2 separate regions of the Mus musculus genome follow, and region 2 is linked to region 1. Evidence: chromatin contacts called from public Hi-C data. All regions are on one chromosome and are shown on one strand. Each heading gives the region's core, a stretch centred on a gene start, on an enhancer-like site or on the middle of the called end of the contact. The rest is flanking DNA. Distances are from core to core; before and after follow the strand shown.

What was found. Hi-C and Micro-C count contacts between places; a contact is called where the count stands out from the background.
Region 2: a contact with region 1 is called in a Hi-C map of bone marrow-derived macrophages, with 2.9 times the contacts expected there. The contact joins two enhancer-like sites. A contact is called at or near these places in 2 of 15 datasets of contacts at CTCF or cohesin (CD8 T cells and large pre-B cells), 25 of 484 Hi-C or Micro-C datasets (B cells, CD4 T cells, the HPC-5 cell line and 17 more), 5 of 115 datasets of contacts at active chromatin or transcription factors (astrocytes, bone marrow-derived dendritic cells, embryonic stem cells and 1 more) and 1 of 9 other capture datasets (embryonic stem cells).

The regions. Positions count from the first base shown.
Region 1 is chr13:112,128,981-112,131,680 of GRCm38.p6, forward strand. No RefSeq gene overlaps it. Among named protein-coding and RNA genes, the nearest start is that of Gm41062, 29 kb to the left of the region's middle. Within about 2 kb of position 1,396, at least 37 of the 459 cell types and tissues checked have an H3K27ac peak or open chromatin away from gene starts, as enhancers often do. A contact at or near this core is called in bone marrow-derived macrophages, where this site is marked.
Region 2 is chr13:112,257,356-112,260,055 of GRCm38.p6, forward strand. No RefSeq gene overlaps it. Among named protein-coding and RNA genes, the nearest start is that of Ankrd55, 30 kb to the right of the region's middle. Within about 2 kb of position 1,391, at least 42 of the 459 cell types and tissues checked have an H3K27ac peak or open chromatin away from gene starts, as enhancers often do. A contact at or near this core is called in bone marrow-derived macrophages, where this site is marked.

The DNA.
Region 1 (2,700 bases), core at 146-2,645:
ATGGGATATGTCATCTCATAGAAGAGATGGAATTTTTTTTCTCAGCAGCAGAAGAGAGGTTGAGGGAGGGAAGGTTGAAGGGAGGGAGGGAGAGGAGGAGGGAGGGAGGGAAGGAGGGAAGGGGGGAGAATTTACTCGGAAGAGAACACTTGTGATGTGGCCAGCTATGGTTTCAGTACAAAGATTTGTCTGCGGTTGAACTCGAGGACTAAGCAGCCACTTTTGCAGAAATAGTCCACACTGAGGGAATACCAAAGGGACAAGCAGAGCGAAGCTCGCCACACTTCTCAGATACTCCAGGACTGGCTGCTCAGAAGCAATGGTGCTCTCTTAGTTAAGAATGATTCAGAGCCTTCGGGCACTGCCATGTTGCCTTTCCTGTTAGAGGGGACCTTGGTTTGTGTGAGCCAGAAAGCAGCCACCCAGAACCTGTGCGGGAATGAATGGGAAGGAGGCAGGGTCCGCTGTGCTCCTGAGTGCGGAAGGCAGAGCATCAGACCAGTGAGGACGGTCGGGTCTAACTCAGTTAATTCAGGATATTCGAGCCTTAGATCCAACGCAGTTACCCTTGCTAGGGTGTGAACTTACTCTAGACTTATGTCAGATTTCTTCCTTCTAATTTCTCCACTTTGAAAATGAGATTGCTGACCTTAGGCCTTCGTAATAATTGTGTTTTGAAAGCATATAACACCTGGCTTCATTACCTCGCAGCTGGAGATCTCTGCTTTGAGTTAACGACACCTTGAATCTCAGTCACATCCAACGAAGATAACATTTAGGTGCAGCTGGCTGTAGACTGAGTGCTTGGAATGAGTTAAGACTTTTGAATCAATGGGAGGAAGGGGCATGCTCCCATGCAGGAAGGACATGAATGAGGTGGGTAGATGCCAGAGTTGGAATGTTATGAACTGAGAGTTTCAGGCTCCCTACTCTTCATACGTGTGATGCGGATCTATGGTCCTTAGCATGTTACTTAGCATAGATGACATCGCAAGGGTGGGGCTTTCATGGTGTAATTGGTGCCTTTATAAGAAGAGAAAGCAAAGAAGTTCTCTCTCTCTCTCTCTCTCTCTCTCTCTCTCTCTCTCTGTGTGTGTGTCTCTCTCTCTGTCTCTCTCTGTCTGTCTCTCTATCTCTCTTTCTCTCTGTCTCTCTCTGTCTCTCTCTCTGTCTCTGTCTTTCTCTCTCTCCTATGATTTAAAGGACACAGCAAGAGGGAGCAGCCCTCTGCAATTGAGGAGGAATCCCTCACCAGGAACTGACTCCACCAGCATCCAGGTCTTAGATTCCCTGACATCCAGAATGTCTGTATTCTGTCAGTCAGAAGTATTCCAGTCTGGCAGCACAAGAGAAGTTGGTTAATAGTCTTTACTGTTTTTCAGAAGAGCAAGTGTAACCTTGTAGGGTTGCCCAACTTTTCAACATTGCAACAGACATTTGTCATCTGCGAAGTTCAGGCTAGAACACAGTTACAAAAAGAAATCACAAGAGGCATCTCTTCCTGTTTTAAGTGAGCTTGTGGCTTTGTGTTAGCCTGGATTCCTGTCTATCCTGAGGTGCGTGTGGCCCGTAGGCTGCAGGTTGGGCACACCCACGGGGAGCCTAGGGATCTAAAAAGGACTTGGACAAGGAGATTTATAATGGCATGACTTGTGACAGTGAAAAAAATAAAAATAACCCAAAGTTTTATGTCTAGAAAATAAACGCCTCTGGTCTATGAAAAACTGTGATTCCTCTAAAACAAATAAGCGCAGTCAACATTTCTTGATGTGAAAACATGTTCTGCACACATGGTAAAATAGATAAGCTAGTTGCAGCACACTTTACCAACAAATGCATGCCTTCCTGCATGTGGAAACATAAATGCATATAAACACCTATACTTTCCACACTCATACACAAGTCACACATACACATACTTACCTATGAATGTATATAGTTAAGGACAGTATATACATTCTGGAATGATGCACAGTCAATGCACAATAAGGTTACTCAGAAAGGGACAGTGTAGGATTGGGCAATAGGCAGAGTTTTTCCTACCTGTACTGTTTCAATTACCAATGAGAATCTATTACTTACGCAATTAAAAACACTACAATGAGTTGTGAGGACTGTGGTTGAAATAAAAGGAAAGGAACGTTCCACCAGGATTTGTTTTTCTCTTTAAGTCTTCTCTTTGACTCAGTTTCACTAGACATGGAGACTTAGAAATAGAGATGGAAAAAGGTCCTTGTCTGTCTCCTGTCACGGAGTGGGCGTGCTGGAAGGACACGGTGTGTCTGGGGTGCGTTTCAGAGCGTACGCTGATGCTCATTCATGCGGAGGCGCTGACTTTTGCCCATAAAAGGAGGAATTAGAACATCAGAGCCAGATTGTTCCCATTTTCAAACAGCCCCAAAATGTCAACATTGACTGTCAATCACTTGTTCTCCATTCTCTCACAAACACTCCCTGGAAGCCAGGCCAGTCACAGAACACAGATGCGGGCAGGAAGTGTTTTGACAACACTGGCTACGCCTGTGATTAGGAGTCAGGATAGCGTAAAAATGATTAATATGCTCCTGAAAGAACAGGGAGCACACCTCCAGAGGGATAATTGCATGGGCGTCCCCGATGTGCTCACCTCCTCCCCAGACGCTGCCACACTTTCTGGCACAGGTTTCTTTTCCCCAAAACAACCCGTGGCTGAGAGTTTTC
Region 2 (2,700 bases), core at 141-2,640, 130 kb after region 1:
TTCCTGTGGGTGCAGTAGTAGTAGTAGTAGCAGCAGGGGCAGCAGCAGCAGCAGCAGTTGGCTCCAGCTTTCAGAGACCCCAGAACCAGCCTTTTCATGCCCCTCTGAGAAGCCAGCCTTAGATTGGTGATTCCAGAAAGCTTTACTCAGCCCTGGATTATCCTCAGAGCAACAACTCCACCTCTTGACTTCTGTTTCTCCAGGCCTTCACTGGTCGTTGATTTCTTCGTTAATTCTTTTCCTAAAGCTAACTTCAAGTCCCATAGATCAGTTTGAAGTACTCAGCTCAGCAGACAGGCATCATCACACACACCTTTAATTCCAGCACTCAGGAGGTAGATGCAGGTAGATTTCTAAATTAGAGGACAGCCTGGTCTCCATAGTGAGTTCCAGGCCAGCCAGGGCTACATAAAGAGAGCCAATGAGTTGCCATCTGTATTTGGCCATCTTCCCAAAACACCCAGAACACCACCAGGTCTATAATGTCTTTCAAATCACTTAATTACAACAATAAAAATGTAGATTAAAATGCTCCCTGTGAATAAAATGCTCTAAACATTACACTCCAGCAGACTCGTTGACCATGTCTCCCAGCAACTTTGAAGGAGCGGCAAGGATGATCATCTATGCCTGTGAAACTGTCTCCCCTAAGCAAAGCTGATTTTATGGGTTTAAATTCTTGCGTTGTACAAACATGAGCAAACATACATTGTTCAATGGTCCCTGATGTGACACAAAGGAGAAAGATAGCCACTCTTTCCTTCTGATGGTGTCCCTCAACTTCACTCCCCCCCCCACACCACACACACACACACACACGCACACGCACACACACACACACACGCACACGCACACACACACACACACGCACACGCACACGCGCACGCGCACGCGCACACGCACACATACACACACTTTGTAGAAACAATAATGCCTCTTTCTAAAGAGGTTTGAGATTTTTCTCAAGGTCTAAGATTAGGATTAGAAAGGGAAGGAGGTCACGTGGCTTTGTGGGCCATTTAGCACCATCGCCTAACCATTAAAAATTCTACAGGAAATTTTGACTTAATGTCTTCTTTGCCCTTGACAGGAAAATCACTTTGGGGGATTCTTGACTATAGTTTCTAGACCGATTTATCCTGGAAGATCCTTTTGATTCTCAGAGATTACCCCTCCTCTTTCACAGATGCCTTCTGGGCTGAGCAGCTAATGTATGTCGTCATCGATGTGCACGCAGATGTTTCGCAACCAGCTTTCAAACACTGCGGTTTATATCTAGAATCTAGAAAGCCGCCCCCCACCTCCTCCCAAAGACCTGTGTACTAAAGACTTAGTCAACTTGGCATTACTGGGAGATGACAAACGTTTTAAGAGGCCTAGTAGGAGGTTGTGTAGTCCTTGGGGCCCTCCTCTCTGCCTCTTCCTTTTCTACCACATTCTGACCACATGGTCAACAGTTGCTTTACCACGGCACCGTGATATGATTCTACCTTGCCTTGTTACACAAGTTCACATGCAATAGGACCAAGTAGTACCTCCAACCCCATGGCCAAAGCAAACCTTTCCTCTTTGTAAATTTGAACGTCTTTGGGTATTTTGTTGTAGTGACAGAAAGCTGGTTAACACAGGAGGAAGGTCCTGGCTTTCCACACTTGCACATTTTTATGGCCCTAACAATCCTAACAATGGATCCTGTCCATCTATCTATCCCCGTGATATCCCTTAGGTAGGCTGCAGAAAGAGATATATAGAGTTGGTTATCACAAGCTTATTCTGACCTGGATGCTTATAAACACTTATGAGCCAATTACACCCACCAATATCACTTAAGCAATGTGTTCAGGGTACCATGGAGATAAGGATTTAGGAAGCTAGGCTGGAGTCCTCCGTTCCAGGTGTTTGCACGCTTAAGCCAAGGAGATGATTTTTCTGTGTCCATGACTGCTCAGTGTCCTTGAGAGCCCTGTATCCACAATCTACAGAGGTACATGGGATAGGACGAGAACAAGTGGACAAAACTCAAAACTCTCAGTGTTTTAAAGTTGAAACCAATCTCCTCGCCAAGGCCCATGAGATCAGACACTTCTTTCTTCCCAGGCATCGGCTCTACCTGGTCAGAAATGTAAACTCCAAGAGAATTTAAACTGGCTTTCTGACTGTAGAGGGTTTGCAAGTTTGAGAAATTAAAGACAGAGCTAGCTATAGGCAAAGCCTGGATGCTCTCTGAGATGAAGCACCTCTGACCCCAACTGGCTGCTGCAGTGCACTGCATCTCTAGATGGCCAAGTCTCAGTGTGTAACCTGAAGGGCTGGATCTAGCCTGTGCACACCTTGACTTGGTTTTGTTATTGTTGATGATGATGTTATTGCTGCTGTTACTGTTGTTGCTGTTGTTGTTGTTGCTGTTGTTGCTGCTGCTGCTGTTATTGTTGCTGCTATTGTTGTACTTCTCAGGGTGGCAAACAATTCTGCTGCACTATACAGAAATGATCCAAGAGAAAGTGTGCTTGGTTTTCCATTTCTCACTCTCTGGTCCTTTTGCTGCCAAAACCCTAGATCCTCCTTCTCTGTTTAAGTCCTTCCTGAAGATTTCAGTGCTGGACATGAAATTTTGCCCACCAAGTTATTGGTCAGAGGGGCCCTGGAGGGATCCAGAACTATGTAGGCTGTTGTTTGATCTTGGTTGCCAACATAACTAAG